Regions from separate parts of the Mus musculus genome. Here all the other regions are linked to region 2. A link is a contact called in public HiChIP or PLAC-seq data. All regions are on one chromosome and are shown on one strand. Each heading gives the region's core, a stretch centred on a gene start, on an enhancer-like site or on the middle of the called end of the contact. The rest is flanking DNA. Distances are from core to core; before and after follow the strand shown. Region 1 holds the start of Krt16 (keratin 16). Region 2 has its middle 21 kb from the start of Krt23. Region 3 holds the start of Krt19 (keratin 19). Region 4 has its middle 15 kb from the start of Krt14. Region 5 holds the start of Krt13 (keratin 13).

The links. HiChIP or PLAC-seq counts read pairs in DNA pulled down with a chosen protein or histone mark.
Region 1: a CTCF HiChIP or PLAC-seq map of the NIH/3T3 cell line shows a contact between it and region 2, with 5 read pairs. The contact joins the promoter of Krt16 here to the enhancer-like site in region 2. A contact is called at or near these places in 21 of 39 promoter capture datasets (the 3T3-L1 cell line, 3T3-L1-derived adipocytes, the C10 cell line and 13 more), 2 of 15 datasets of contacts at CTCF or cohesin (both in the NIH/3T3 cell line), 1 of 115 datasets of contacts at active chromatin or transcription factors (embryonic stem cells) and 3 of 9 other capture datasets (liver, macrophages and pancreatic islet).
Region 3: an HNF4G HiChIP or PLAC-seq map of pancreatic cancer cells shows a contact between it and region 2. The contact joins the promoter of Krt19 here to the enhancer-like site in region 2. A contact is called at or near these places in 25 of 39 promoter capture datasets (the 3T3-L1 cell line, 3T3-L1-derived adipocytes, the C10 cell line and 15 more), 3 of 15 datasets of contacts at CTCF or cohesin (the NIH/3T3 cell line and large pre-B cells), 5 of 484 Hi-C or Micro-C datasets (adipose-derived mesenchymal stem cells, embryonic fibroblasts, forebrain neurons and 2 more), 9 of 115 datasets of contacts at active chromatin or transcription factors (craniofacial prominence, embryonic fibroblasts, embryonic limb bud and 5 more) and 4 of 9 other capture datasets (adipose tissue, embryonic stem cells, liver and 1 more).
Region 4: a FOXA1 HiChIP or PLAC-seq map of pancreatic cancer cells shows a contact between it and region 2. The contact joins two enhancer-like sites. A contact is called at or near these places in 4 of 39 promoter capture datasets (3T3-L1-derived adipocytes, the C10 cell line, cranial neural crest and 1 more), 3 of 15 datasets of contacts at CTCF or cohesin (the NIH/3T3 cell line, embryonic stem cells and large pre-B cells), 2 of 484 Hi-C or Micro-C datasets (embryonic stem cells and nephron progenitors), 2 of 115 datasets of contacts at active chromatin or transcription factors (astrocytes and pancreatic cancer cells) and 1 of 9 other capture datasets (embryonic stem cells).
Region 5: an HNF4G HiChIP or PLAC-seq map of pancreatic cancer cells shows a contact between it and region 2. The contact joins the promoter of Krt13 here to the enhancer-like site in region 2. A contact is called at or near these places in 6 of 39 promoter capture datasets (embryonic stem cells, liver and second pharyngeal arch cranial neural crest), 3 of 15 datasets of contacts at CTCF or cohesin (the NIH/3T3 cell line, embryonic stem cells and large pre-B cells), 3 of 115 datasets of contacts at active chromatin or transcription factors (differentiating embryonic stem cells, kidney and pancreatic cancer cells) and 3 of 9 other capture datasets (adipose tissue, embryonic stem cells and macrophages).

The regions. Positions count from the first base shown.
Region 1 is chr11:100,247,635-100,250,359 of GRCm38.p6, forward strand. Krt16 (keratin 16) reads right to left here and starts at 1,268. Exons shown (of 8, transcript NM_008470.1): 1 at 738-1,268; 2 at 223-305; 3 at 1-84. The coding sequence starts at 1,256.
Region 2 is chr11:99,471,016-99,473,855 of GRCm38.p6, forward strand. No RefSeq gene overlaps it. Among named protein-coding and RNA genes, the nearest start is that of Krt23, 21 kb to the right of the region's middle. Within about 2 kb of position 1,591, at least 45 of the 459 cell types and tissues checked have an H3K27ac peak or open chromatin away from gene starts, as enhancers often do. A contact at or near this core is called in the NIH/3T3 cell line, the SN4741 cell line, adipose-derived mesenchymal stem cells and 4 more, where this site is marked.
Region 3 is chr11:100,144,565-100,147,264 of GRCm38.p6, forward strand. It overlaps Krt19 (keratin 19), which reads right to left and starts at 1,362. Exons shown (of 6, transcript NM_008471.3): 1 at 867-1,362. The coding sequence starts at 1,295.
Region 4 is chr11:100,220,633-100,223,529 of GRCm38.p6, forward strand. No RefSeq gene overlaps it. Among named protein-coding and RNA genes, the nearest start is that of Krt14, 15 kb to the left of the region's middle. Within about 2 kb of position 1,294, at least 10 of the 459 cell types and tissues checked have an H3K27ac peak or open chromatin away from gene starts, as enhancers often do. A contact at or near this core is called in pancreatic cancer cells, where this site is marked.
Region 5 is chr11:100,120,196-100,122,967 of GRCm38.p6, forward strand. It overlaps Krt13 (keratin 13), which reads right to left and starts at 1,371. Exons shown (of 8, transcript NM_010662.2): 1 at 830-1,371. The coding sequence starts at 1,300.

The sequences.
Region 1 (2,725 bases), core at 18-2,517, 780 kb after region 2:
GACAGGGTCAGCTCATCTAGCACCTTGCGCAGGCCATTGATGTCACCCTCCACGGACTGCCGCAAGAACAGCTCATTCTCGTACCTGGAAGGAGAGAAGTCAAAGCTGAAGATGGACCTACTGTGTCCCTGGCCTCTGCCCTCTGCCCTCTGCCCTCTGCCCTCTGCCCTCTGCCCTCTGCCCTCTGCCCTCTGCCCTCTGCCCAGCATTTTGGCTGCTCACTTGGTCCTGAAGTCATCAGCTGCCAGCCTGGCATTGTCAATCTGCAAAGTGAACTGTGCATTCTCCTGGGTGGCAATAATGATCTAGAGAGAAAATGAAAAGATGCGAAGTCAGATCACCCAGAGACCCTACGACTCAAGGACAGAGAAGAGCAAAAGGAGCCACCCCAAGCCCAGCAGGCCAGCTCCTAAAGCTTCCAACAGCTGATTACATACTTCTCTACACAGCTCAAGTTATATGCACGTGCACTCATGTCTACCATCACCCCTATCCTGGGCACAGAGTTAAGGAGCTAAGCTTGCAGCATAAAGTATCCTCCAGGAGATTAAGAGTCAGGGTCCCAGGTCCACCTGAGGCATGGATGTTCTTAAAGGACCCTCAGCCCCTGCTCTGGATAAGTATGACCATTAACCTCCAAAGGTCTTTAGTCTTCTTGCCTATGTATTAGCCTCTCTAAAACTGTCTTTGCTAAAGGCCACTGTAGTTCTAACCTCTCATCCACCAGAGCCACCCACCTTGCTCTTCAGGTCCTCAATGGTCTTGAAGTAGGGGCTGTAGTCTTTGATCTCAGTGGGCCGCTGCCTCTGGTACCAGTCCCGGATCTTCACCTCCAGGTCTCTGTTGGCCTCTTCCAGGGCACGCACCTTGTCCAGGTAGGTGGCCAGGCGGTCATTGAGGTTCTGCATGGTCACTTTCTCACTGCCCACCAGGAGCCCATCACCAATACCACCGCCAAGACCACCACCAAGACCAGCACCAAAACCACCACCAAATCCATCAAATCGACCACCAAATCCACTACCAAGTCCTCCACCAAAACTGCTGCTGCTGAAGCTCCCACCATAGCCACCTCCAATCCCACAGACTCCCCCAGAGGAGAAGCGAGAGGAGGTAACTGACATGCCCCCGCAGGTGCTGGGAGCCCGGCAGGATCCTCCAGCCAGGATGGAGGACATGCGGCTAGAGCCACCACCGATGCCACAGGAGCCCTTCATGGAGCTGGAGGAGGTGAACTGGCGGCTGCAGGTGGCCATGCTGAGGAACTGGAGAGTGTGGGCAAGTGAGCAGGGAGAAGAGAGAACTGCTCAGTGGAGGCTGCAGATGCTGAGGGTGCCTCAGACTCCAGGTTCTTTTATATGCACCAGGGGAAGGCGGGACCTCCAACTGCTGACTCCAGTTCCCCTGGGGATTTCCTCAGTCAGTCCTGTCTAACACCCTATTCTGGGTTGTTCAGCCCAGGGTGGACTCTCTCTCTTCCATTGCTGGCTCAGAGTTCCTGCCCAGATCTGTGGGTGTGGGGCCAAGAGAAAAACACACAAATTCAAGTCACTACTGACTCACGTTGTGTAGTCAGAAATGGGCTTCTGTTCCAGGAGCCTGAGGGGAGAGCAACAAGGAGCCCTAGGTGCAGGCAACCTCTGGCAGGCGCGTCCTCAGGCTGTGAGTCAACCAGTCCCTGCCCCACAGTGAGAACCTTTGGTGGCTAGAGTCTCACTGATGTCATCCCAAAGTTGGATACTGTCGTATGAATCCTACAAGGCACGTGGTAGACCTAGGTTGTTCAACAGGGATCCTGAAGTCTTTCACCTCCCCTCTCTGTGCCTGCTCTCCCTCCACAGGGACAAGTCTGGGCTGGGTAGCTGCAGTCCTTTCTAGTTCTAAAAAATCAGAGGTTTCCATTCCCATAGGATCTAGTTTGCATTTGGAAGCTGCCTTTGAGACACCAGGATGTCCAGAGTGGTGTCCACCATAGCATCCACACACTATGCTGCCACAGACCCACTGCCTCTCACTCACTGCCCAGTACAGAGGACCTTGTCATCCTTCTGGGCCTCAGTTCTTTTAGGACACATACAAGTCACAAAGAAGCATGCCTGCAGGACCCTTTCCCTGTGGTCAGCCTCTCCATCCTCCCTCTGCAACCTTGCTGCTTTTCGATCCAACCTTTACATTCTGACTCCTAACGTAAAACCCCTGCACTAAGAGAATGCCCAGCCACAGCTCCTCCATGCCACCTCCTGCCCTCACCCACTCAGGGACACCCCCTTGCTCTGCTGTGGATTCAGTAGAAGGGAATTCTATCTTGCTTCTAATACTGTCTGTCTGTCAACAGCCCTACCCCCACTCTGCCCCTTCATGGTCTCAGAGTTCCCATGTGGAAACCATCTTGCCCAGGAACTGCTCAAGCTGGGCGTGGTATCTTTGTTCGCCCAGTGTGCACAGGGCTTTGCACTGGTAAGGAATACCTGTCATGCTTGCTACACACTTCTCAGAAGCAGGCCCATGGTGGGTGTTGTTCCCAACACCAATCTACAGGTGACAGAGGCTCAGTAGGTTCCCGGAACATTAGACTCTTCACCATCAAGAATCTCTCTCTGCCCCTCTCAAATTCACATCATTTCTTGATCCTTGGATTAACCTTGTAGGTGACAAGGACTGAGGAAGAACACGAGAGTGATGGGAGTCAACCAGTGCCACTAAACTTATAGCCATGAAGCCAGAA
Region 2 (2,840 bases), core at 341-2,840:
AACCATGGCTCCCGAAGCTGCTGGAAACGATGGGTGGAAATCTTCATACTACGCCTTTGTGATAAGACCGAATAAAATATTTCTGCCTTAATGGCTGTTGAAAATATCTGGGGCAATAGTGATCTGTCATTATTACTTCCTTCTGTTCATCTTCCCTGATCCTTGGGGTTCGGTATGTGGCAGAGAGGATTCTAGAAACTAGGAGTGGTGTGTGGTCTAACTTGGCACACATCTGAGGTGTGACACCCTCTAGGTTTGACATTTGCCAATTCTCAGGGAGGAAGTCAGTTTCCCTAGTAAGAATGGATGCAATTTTAGGGGCTGTTAATTTCAGGTTAAGAGATCGTGTCTGTAGACAGCATTGCATGAATGCTTCAAGTTTTGGGTAGTGAGACGGTTATAATATCCTGTCACTCTTTGGTCCTGATTATCCGACTCACACATACAGTGCTGGTACGATGTCAATAAGATCAGGTCTGATCACCACTGGAATATGGGAGTCCAGCTGCCTTCAAATCTGAAAACTCAGATTTCCCATCCTGGCTTCACATTTCAGATAAAAAAAAAAACACATTTAGCAAATGTCCATTAAACTGCATGATGCATGTTTAGTTTTTTTTTTCACAACTCTTTGGAAATCGTTTGTGACTCTTGTGGCATAAAGCAGAAGCACATTGGGCACAAATTCAGGAGCCACCATTTTATGACTAAGGGATCCCAGGCACGTCAACGTGCTCCATCTGAGCCTCGGTTTCATAGATTGCAAAGTGCAGACAATGAAGTCGTGCATGGCTATGGCCGTGTTACACGAAGTCAATGTGTAACATAGATGAAGGGCTCACAGGCTTTTAAAGGTACACATATGTGCATATGCACACCCACAATCATCTGGGTCTGGGCACATGCGTACAAGCAGGTGTGCTTGTGTGTTTGGTTATGCACACGTGTGTGGACACTGGAGAGCAACGGAAGACATCCTCAGGAACACCGTACACAGCTTTTGAGGTGGGATCTCTCACTGGCCTAGAGCTCACGAATGAGGCTTAGTTTAGCTAGACTCAGAGGCCCTGGAATCCTACACTCTCTTCTTCCCCACAAGCATGTGCTACCGCACTTGGAATTTTTATGAGTGCTGGACTCAGGCTCTTGTGCTTGCAAGGCAAGTGCTTTACCAAATGAGTCACCCTCCCAGCCATGGTTAGTTATTAATATTTTTCTAGTATGTATATATTTTTATGTCATGTGTATGAGTGTTGGGTTGTGTTGTATACATGTATCTTGAAACTAGCATAGACCGGTAGTCTTCTTGAAATGATTCATAATTTCATTAGATGAATTCTCATTTAAAATTCAGAGGGAGATTTTTGGTGAGTGCTGGGATGATTAAACTGATGTAGACACACAGAGCCATGCACAGAGATGGTAGAGAAAACTCAACTGAGTTAAACCAGCCCATTACCTTACAGCAGGGGCATGTTCTTTTCCTTTTTAAATGATCTCAACGGAAAGTTCTGGAAATGTTCTAATCCTCCTTAAAAAGATGTGACAGGCAGTGGTGATGAGATAGTAAGTGAGAAGGGATGAGTCACATCCAGGAATGAACTCAGACACGTTGTCGAGTCAGGAAATCAGCATGCCCAGGAAACACGAACACTCCAGGGCATATGCTAACCCCCCCCCCCAATCTTTTTTTTTTTTTTTTTTTTTTTTTTTTTCAAGGTTCAATTTTTTTTTTCCATTTTTTATTAGGTATTTAGCTCATTTACATTTCCAATGCTATACCAAAAGTCCCCCTTACCCACCCACCCCCACTCCCCTACCCACCCACTCCCCCCCTTTGGCCCTGGCGTTCCCCTGTACCGGGGCACACAAAGTCAGCGTGTCCATTGGGCCTCTCTTTCCAGTGATGGCCGACTAGGCCATCTTTTGATACATATGCAGCTAGAGTCAAGAGCTCAGGGGTACTGGTTAGTTCATAATGTTGTTCCACCTATAGGGTTGAAGATCCCTTTAGCTCCTTGGGTACTTTCTCTAGCTCCTCCATTGGGAGCCCTGTGATCCATCCATTAGCTGACTGTGAGCATCCACTTCTGTGTTTGCTAGGCCCCGGCATAGTCTCACAAGAGACAGCTACATCTGGGTCCTTTCGATAAAATCTTGCTAGTATATGCAATGGTGTCAGCGTTTGGATGCTGATTATGGGGTGGATCCCTGGATATGGCAGTCTCTACATGGTCCATCCTTTCATCTCAGCTCCAAACTTTGTTTCTGTAACTCCTTCCATGGGTGTTTTGTTCCCACTTCTAAAAGCATTTATTGATTAAAGATCGTAAGAGTCTAGCCCAGAATGAAGGAGTTTTTAATCCCAAGGTATTAACAACTGATTAATGTAACTGGGAGTCATTGAGGGTCACGATCATCTCATCCTTGAATGGTATTACCCTCCAGGTGGAGGCTGCCTGTGTTGAAATGGATCGCCCTGCGATGAAACTCCATCTGTGTGACACTGAGAGCGATGAATATTTATAGGGAAATTATTAACGTCTGTGGAATGAGGAAGGCAAACAGTCGGAAGCAATTGAAACTCAAAGATAAGAATCCACTTGGACATCCCAGCATGCTCTGGGAGGAGCAGGCGTTCTCTCTCCTGTTCAGGCTAGAGTCAACCACTGCTTGTCCCCTCATGGGACAGGGCAGAGAGGGCAGCTATGAAAACACAGGGGAAGTGGCTTTATTCTCTATGGTCTTTGAGGAGGGCAGACCTCAGCTTCTGAGGAGGGCAAACCTTAGCTTCTTTCTCTTTGATGCTTCACCTGTCTCTGTTGAACCAAGACTTCTGG
Region 3 (2,700 bases), core at 112-2,611, 670 kb after region 2:
GGAGAGAGGTCCACAGAAGCAGAGGGTCAAGACTTCCACCTCCCTCTTACTTACTAAAATAATTGTTTTTATTTTTCTTTTGTTTCGTGTTAGAGTTGTTGTCTGTCTGTCTGTCTGTCTGTCTGTCTGTCTGTCTGTTCGGGCTGTTTGACGGCCGGGTGGGAGCCTAGAGACTCATGTAGCCCTGACTAGATTCAAGTTAACTGTAGCTGGGCATAGCTATGAACTCATCCACCTGCTCCTGGGATTACAGGCCTGAGCTACCACACCTCACTGGAAGTTTTTTTTTTTAAGATCTGGTTTTACTGTGCAGCCCCCAGGTTTTACATTCTTCTCGTAGCTCCGTGTGAGCCTAGGTGGTCCCCTGGGCTGGAGAGGAGGAGAGTGAGAGGACAGCTGCTGTAAAGAAAACCAGACAGGAACAACCCACACAACTGGAGAAAGCAATGCTCAAGAGTCCCAGAAGAGGGCCACAGGCTCAGGTGACCTCTGAGCCTACAGACTAATATCCGGCAGCTCCCCAGCCCTCCCCAACACCCCACCCCCAGCTGAGGCTGCGGCTCGGTATCTTCATCTCTGGGCAGCCCAAAGCTGTGTTAAATGCTCTCTTTGGATAGATATCCCTGACTATCCAAGCAGGTCCCCACCGCTTCCGAAAGCCCCACCCACTTAACCTGTCTCAGTTCCCTTCCACCCCGCCTCCACTCGAATCCCAGGGTCCAGCCCAGACTTTGTGCCCCACCCTGCGGGTTCCTGCCCGGCCCGTAGTAACGGGCTTGTCCACCCGCGGGCTGAGTTTCCACAACCTCCCCGCCCTGCCGCACCACCCCAACAGGTGCACCTCCCAGGGCCTGGCCGCTACCCACCTTGTCGCGCAAGTCCTCGATGGTCTTAAAGTAGTGGTTGTAATCTCGGGAGGGTCCGGGTCCCTGCTTCTGGTACCAGTCGCGGATCTTCACCTCCAGCTCGCCATTGGCCTGCTCTAGGGCGCGCACCTTGTCCAAGTAGGAGGCGAGACGATCATTGAGGTTTTGCATGGTGATCTTCTCATTGCCAGACAGCAGCCCATCAGACACAGCCAGGGTCCCACTAAAACTTCCACCGCGGACTCCGCCATAGCTCCCGGAGGACGAGGTCACGAAGCGGGTGGAGGACACGGACACGCCGCGGCCACCTGAGCCCCCGTGGATGCTGGGTGCGCGGAAAACACCCCCTGACCCAATGCGTACTGAACCCCCGCCCGTACCCCCAAAGGAAGACATAGCTGAGGTCTGGCGATAGCTATAGGAAGTCATGATGAGGAGGGAGACCAGAGCGAAGGAAAAAGGGACGCAGGTCTGAGAACTGCTGGCCGCAGGAGGAGTGACAAGGCCCTCACCTGTGGCTTTTTATGCCCGGGGCGGGAAGGGGGATGGAGATGTTGAAGGGGCGGGTATCAGAAATTTCCAAGCTCCCAGAGTGCAAATATGGGCTCTTTCCCCATTGGTCAATTCCTGGCGATTCTGCTCCTACCTCTCCCCTCCCAGGAGCCAGAGGTCTCAGTCCTTCCCAGAGCTGCCCCGCCCCAGCCCACTCCAAAGCTACTGCCAACATGTCACGTCCCTTTTCTGGCCCTTCAGCCCCTTACTACACAGGCTTAGACAACTCTAACTTCCGGAGTGACGATATCACTCTGGCCCTTTAAAACCTCCAGGAATTTGACACCCTTAGAAATCACACCCCTCTGAGCCCCAACTCAGTGACTTACTCTGAGAGTGCCCCCTCTGGAATAATGTTAATAAATCCCTCCCTCCTTGTGATAATAATTCGTGCAGTTAAGCTCCAGGCTTCCTGACTTTCTGAGACAAGGTTGCCCCACCCTGCTGCCACAATGTCCTAGGTGGCAATAGGTACAGCTGCAGGGAACACTAGGCCACCAAAGTGGCTTCTTTACACTCCTGCTAAATGCTCAATCTGAAGCATGGCTGACCCAGCTCAGAAACTCGACCCTCACCCCCACCAAGACACCTCCACCCTTCCCTGCCCAAGTCTCAAGACGCACTTAACAAGACCTCTAATTGAGTTTCTTTAATAAGCCGGAGATGAGGACTCTCAGCCTGGCTGAGGCAGATCACCTGCCCATAAGGCATTTGGCACCTTCCACCCAGAGACAGAAATGGCACAGAAGCTGTCCCCCTTGAGCAGTCCTGAGGAGGTATTAAAAGGCTGCAGGCTGAATCCAGGGGACCTCAGAACCCTCCTAGAGCAGAGGTGAAGGAGAGAGTGAGCTAAAGTCAGCAGCACAGAGTGGGACATCTTCATAATGGAAGGAGCCCTTCTCCACTCCCAGCCTGCAGTGCAACAATTCCAGATCTTTCTGGATCTTTCCCTTGGGCCGGACCCCCTGATACCCACTATAGGGGTACTTCGATAGCTTCACCCCGAAATTCCTGACCACCCCATCTCAACAGTCCTTAGTGGTGGCCCGCAGTACCTTCTTTTTTGTCAGAGCTGTCTCTGTCTGAGGACAGAAACCCTGTGTGTCCTGAGAGGGGGATTGGGAACAGGGAGATGGGCCAACCACTTCCTAGCTCAAAGGCCTCAGTTTCCCCCTGTGAAATGAAGAGTGTTCAAAGTCAGTCCTCTTGTCTTCACATTATCAGCAGGGTTTTCTATGACTATATAAAGAATTTGATCTTCTAAAACCCAGCACTGTCTTCT
Region 4 (2,897 bases), core at 44-2,543, 750 kb after region 2:
AATACCACATCAATTTCCAAATTTAAAAAGGCTGCAAAGACAGGTATCGTGGTTCTTGTAACTGCAGCATTTGAGAGGCAGAGGTAGGAAAATCTTGAGTTGAAGGCCAGTTTGGGCTACACGGTGAGTCCCCGATTAAAAACAATCAATCAAACAGGCAAATACTGGATCTAGTGCTTGCTCAGCATGCATGAGTCTCTCAGTTCAATCCTCAGCCCCTCTAAAGAAAAAGAAAGCAAAAACATCAAACCAACTCAATGAACCAAGCAAACAACTTAGAGCTCAAGTGATCCTCCTGCCTCAGCCTCCTGAGTAGCTGGGGTGGTGGGTGTGCCACAGCTCCTGGCTCCTACATCCTTTGGCACTTATTTTTTTCTATTAACTTTTAAATATTTGTTTATTTACTTATTATATGTGAGTACACTGTCGCTGTCTCCACACAGACCAGAAGAGGGCATCAGATCCCATTATAGATGCTTGTGAGCCACCATGTGGTTGCTGGGGATTGAACTCAGGAACTCTGGAAAAGTAACCAGTTCTCTTAACTGCTGAGCCATCTCTCCAGCACCCCACCACCACCACCACCACCTTTCTATAAACTTAACATTAAAGGTAGCACTTGTGCAATTTGAAAAATTATCTTCCACACATACCATGTATAATGCAGCTAGAAAATACTCTAAGGGAACTTAAAACTCTGAGCACTAAGAGATAGAAAAGTGTTTTTCTTATATTTTCTATTTTGCCATAGAGAAATGAAGGAAAGGAGAGAGGCATCCACTTTATGTGTAACAGCTTAATAACTGGAGGAAGAAGAAGGACCCTTGAGGCCAGATGTGTCAACAAGAGGTAAAATTGGAAAGGAAGTCTCCAGAAGTGCTGGTATCTGCCTGTCACCCCTTTATCTGCACAAGATCCCATCAGAAACATTCAACTGTTGGGAGTAGAGCTACACCTATGTCTGTCTCCATAGCAACCCAGATAACAGTAGAGGAAGGGCCAGGTCAAGAATGCCATCCCTCAGGACTCAAAACAGTACTTGTCTTCTACAGCATTATCTTCCTCCCATGGAGGCTACCCTGTGCCCATACAATGAGCCTCCCTGACAGAAACTCCTCTGAGAAGGTTCCATGACAGCCTGAGAGAGCAGACTTTTAACCAAAGCTCCTCGGCTTAGCCCCACCCATGGCCCAAGGAGCCCGCCCATACTTGCTAGATAAAGTCTAATGTAGCTGGTTGACTAACAAAACACCAAGCTTCGCCTGCTTCCTCTGTGTTTGTCTTCAGAGAGCGTCAGAGGCTTAAACCACAGTAGTGGGCGGTCTAGCATAAGAAATTGCTTCTCTCAGACACTGGGAAGAAACACTGAACTTTTTATAGCTCTTGGAAACAAAAAGCCCAAAGAAAGTAAACCTCACACGCTAACCACTAATTGATTTGCATCAGCGGGGGAGAGTTGCGGGCTATCATTAACTCTTGCACTAGCCATTGTCTTAGCAATTATCTAAAACAGTGTTTCACAAACCTTGACACTAACTCAGGCATAAGGAATCTGAGGGTGTGTTCAAACTGGACAAGTGACAAGGTACACCGTGAGTCTCTCCATCCTGACCGGGAAGCTCAAGAAGCAGCCAGGGCTGATATGGGACTTGGATCAGCAGGCATTTCCAGGTAGATTGTCAGGTCCCTTGTCTAAGAGAAGCTCCTAGAATCAAGGCACTATTTCTGTCTTAATATCGCTGGGTATTATTTGTGTCTGTGCATGGTGTGTTTGCTGAGATAGGGTCTCCTGTACTCCAGGCTGACCTCAAATCACAAAGCCAAGGTGACCTTGGACTTCTAATCCTCTTGCCTCCACCACTGGAGTCCTGATTTGTGTGGTATTGGAGAACAGAACCCAGAGCTTTGGGCATACTGCGCAAGCACTCTACCAACTGAATTTCCTTCCCATTTTGCCTTAAAAGGCAACTGTTTTATGTTTGCAAAATGTAGCAATGGGCAAGGAAAATGCCACCCCTGATCTTCAAGGAGTTTTACCTACTGCTGAGCCCCAAGAATACTACTCCTCCCAGCCCCTCTTGATTATCTTGGGCCTTGCTGTGATTTGAATACAGTTCATGACACCTCTCTCCCCCAGGATCTTAGGCAGGAACCCAACTCCTGCAGTTATTTCTATGGTATCAGGAAGGTGGACACTTAAACCCAACTACAGTGTTGGGAGGTGGGGCATCTTTGCAAAGTGAATCCATTAAAATAAGGTCATTATTGAATCCTGGTGGCTACAGAAGAAAAAAAAGAGGAGACAAGATAAACAGATAAGCACTGGCACTCCTGTGTGTCCTATCAAGTGATGCCCTATGCCACTTTGGGATTCTACCTACAAGAAGGTCATCACCAGAGGCTGAGCCAATGGGACTCTGAGCCTCTGAAGCCATGAGCCAAAACAAATGGCTTTGTGAAGTTGCATAGCATCCTGTGATTTATCATAATAAAGCAAAACCAGCAAATACACACCTCAGCTTCCTTATCTGTGTAGGGGCAGCCTTTCTCATGAATTTCCCATGGGTCCACAGATCAGAGGCAAACCATTTGAGCATAGTAGCACCAACCACTCTTTCCAACAGCTCCCACACACGGGGAACATGGGATCCACACCCTGTGTGCTGACATCCCATTCCAAACATGTGCACCAGGCCAGGAGCTGTTCAACAGCACAAGTCTGTGTCTCTGTGTAAGGGTCTCTGAACGATGTCATCTCTAAAAGAGATGGGTGCATCACTTCATTTAGGAAGCTCTCACGAGACAATGCTCAAAGTTGGCTGGCGTGTCTTGAACTGGACCTTCCCATTGCCTGCCTGATGGTAAATATTTGGATTGGCACAATGCCTCTTGAAAAT
Region 5 (2,772 bases), core at 121-2,620, 650 kb after region 2:
GGGAGAGACCAATGATGGCCATTTCAGAGGCCCCACCCACTCAGAACATCTTCCAGTAGTCGTATCTCAGAGCTATCAACTCCCTAAGTCACTGTCTTGATAGCTTTCCCCCTTCAGATCAGAAGGGGCTCAGTGTGACTCCAGATGTATTCTGGCCATGCTCCTGGAGCTGACCTCCCAGATAAGCAAAGAGGAAAACCCATCCACTCAACTCTCTTGAACTCAGGCATCCACTTGAATGCCTGAACATTTACAGCGTAAGCATTTAAAGCCTGCTTTGTGTAATTGGGGCCTGACCCAGGCTAGTAGACTTCTGCTCTGACAAGTTGGTGTCGCAGTGTGATTGACAGGCCACACTGAGGGCTTCCAGGCTCTGTACCAGCCTGAGTCTCAGCCTCTTTACACCCTCTGAGTCATTGCCCACTGAGAATAAGTCTATGGGGTTTCTCCAAAATAAACAGTGAACAACGATATCTTTTCTTTATCCGGTTTATCCGTTTGCAGTGACTTTTTTAAAATGTCACATTTCCAAGTAAGTCAGTCGTAGGTTATAGCAACTGAGTCACAAGTAACAGTTCAGGAAGCCATTAAAAAAAGACTTGGCAGGAGTCATGACACCAATAAACATGAAGTGTGGGAGAGAATGCATTTGGGTCATGGCATAAGAAAATTTCAGTAGCGGAGACTCTCGGTAGTACAAAGTTACAATATTCCCCTTGCAAGAAGAAGGTCGATTCCATCCACACCTGGTCGTCTGTAACACTGCATGGCCTGGCCTCTGAGGCTCTGCCCTGTCCTGAGGAAAACTTCTTAGCATCAGAGGCCTCACCTTGATCCGGAGCTCCTCGATGGTCTTATAATAAGCACTGTAGTCCCGCTCTGGACTAGCTGGGCTCTGTTTCAGATGCCAGTCACGAATCTTCACCTCCAGGTCGGCATTGGCTGCCTCCAAGGCGCGCACCTTATCCAGGTAGCTGGCCAGGCGGTCATTGAGGTTCTGCATGGTGATCTTCTCGTTGCCAGAGAGGAGGCCACCATCGACACCTCCGAAGTCACCAAAGCCACCGCCAAAACCTCCGCCATAGCTACCTCCAAAGCCACCTCCAAAGCCACCTCCAAAGCCACCACCAGCTCCTCCACCAAAGCCACAGCTCATGCCCCCTCCATAGCCTCCAGCTGACCCTCCAGTGACAAACCGAGATGAGCAGGAGGAGATATTACGGCCTCCTCCAAGCTGGCAAGAACCAGCTCCGAAACCACCTCCATAGCTCATGGAGGAACTCTGGAAGCGGCAGCTCATGGTGGGAGCAAGAAGGTGAGAGAGAGAGAGCAGACAGGAGCTGAACTTGACCAAGGCCAAGAGAAGACTATGGCACTTCCCTGCCGTGCATGCCTTTTATGCGTCCTCCACAGGGGTGGGACATCCTCTCTCCTCCCTTCCCCACCCTCTGACCTGATGCCAGCTGTTCCTCCTTTCCCACAAGCCCAGTTACCTCTACTCTCTAGGGTGGGTTATGTCTTTGGGGTGGCTTTTTTCTTTTTAATCCTTAACAAAAGGGATGATTCAGAGGGAGCAGTGTTCTGCTTCAGACTTCTTTTGACAACCAAATTCTACTTCACCTTTCCAGTTAAGAAGTTCCATATCCCAGCCCTGCCCAGTATTAGAACAGGGACTGAACCACAAGGGTCTATCAGATAGCCTCCTTGGGGGAGAGGGGGGAAGGCCAGACTGCAAAGTGGCCCCATGCTGGGTGAAATCCCCATAGCCCTCACCACCCTTCTTTTCTACCTCTAAAATGGCTGGATGGAATGTTCTGGAAACCCCTTAGCTCTTCATCTATGCCAATGCTCCCAACAATTCTGATCACAAATTTTGTTGATCATAAAGAATTAGCCTCATTGGACACCTTGAGCCTGAAAAAGAAATGGTTCTAGGGGCTGGAGAGTTGGCTCCATGGTTAAGAATATTTGCTATTCTGGGCAAGGACCCAAGTTCTGGTCCTGACACCCATATGAGGGCTTACAACTGTCTGTAACTCCTGTTCCAGGGTATCCCATTCCCTCCTCTGGACTTTGTAGGCACCATAAACACTCATGATGCACAAAATACATGCAGTCAGACAATCATAACCAATAGTTAAAAATAAATATTAAAATAAAGAAGAAAATGGCTATAAAAAGCAACACTAAGAGACCCTAAGAGACCTCAGAAAGCAAACCTAGCTGAGGAGACCAAGACACAGGAAGAGACAGCAACCCCACTAAGATGCTTAGAGCCTAAGTATTTTACACTCAATTTCTAATTGTATATATTTATTTTGTGCACTAGTACTAGTGCCGTACACTGTGGAGATCAGAGGACAAGTGTCAGGAGTGAATGCTCGCCTACATTGTGTGTCCCAGGAATGAAACTCGGGTCTGCTGAGCATCTCACAAGTTCTGCACTCACTCTCAAGGATCTTAGCAGCAGCCCCGAGAGGTGGCTTCTCTAGTATCTCCCACTTTACACAGAGAACCAAGTCATAAAGTAGAATCAGAACTGAACCCCAAGGCTAGTTATACCATGCCCAAGACTCATTTTAGATCCATTTTGTATAGAATAAAGTTTATAAATCATAAGTGTTCAATTGCACTATCACCTATGCATCTCCTGTGCAATCACCTTCCAGAACTTTCTAGCACTCTGAAAACTCATGATACCTCTTCTGAGTATATACCTGCAACCCACACCCCTGATCAAATCATTCTTCCAGCTTCTGTCACCAGAGGTAA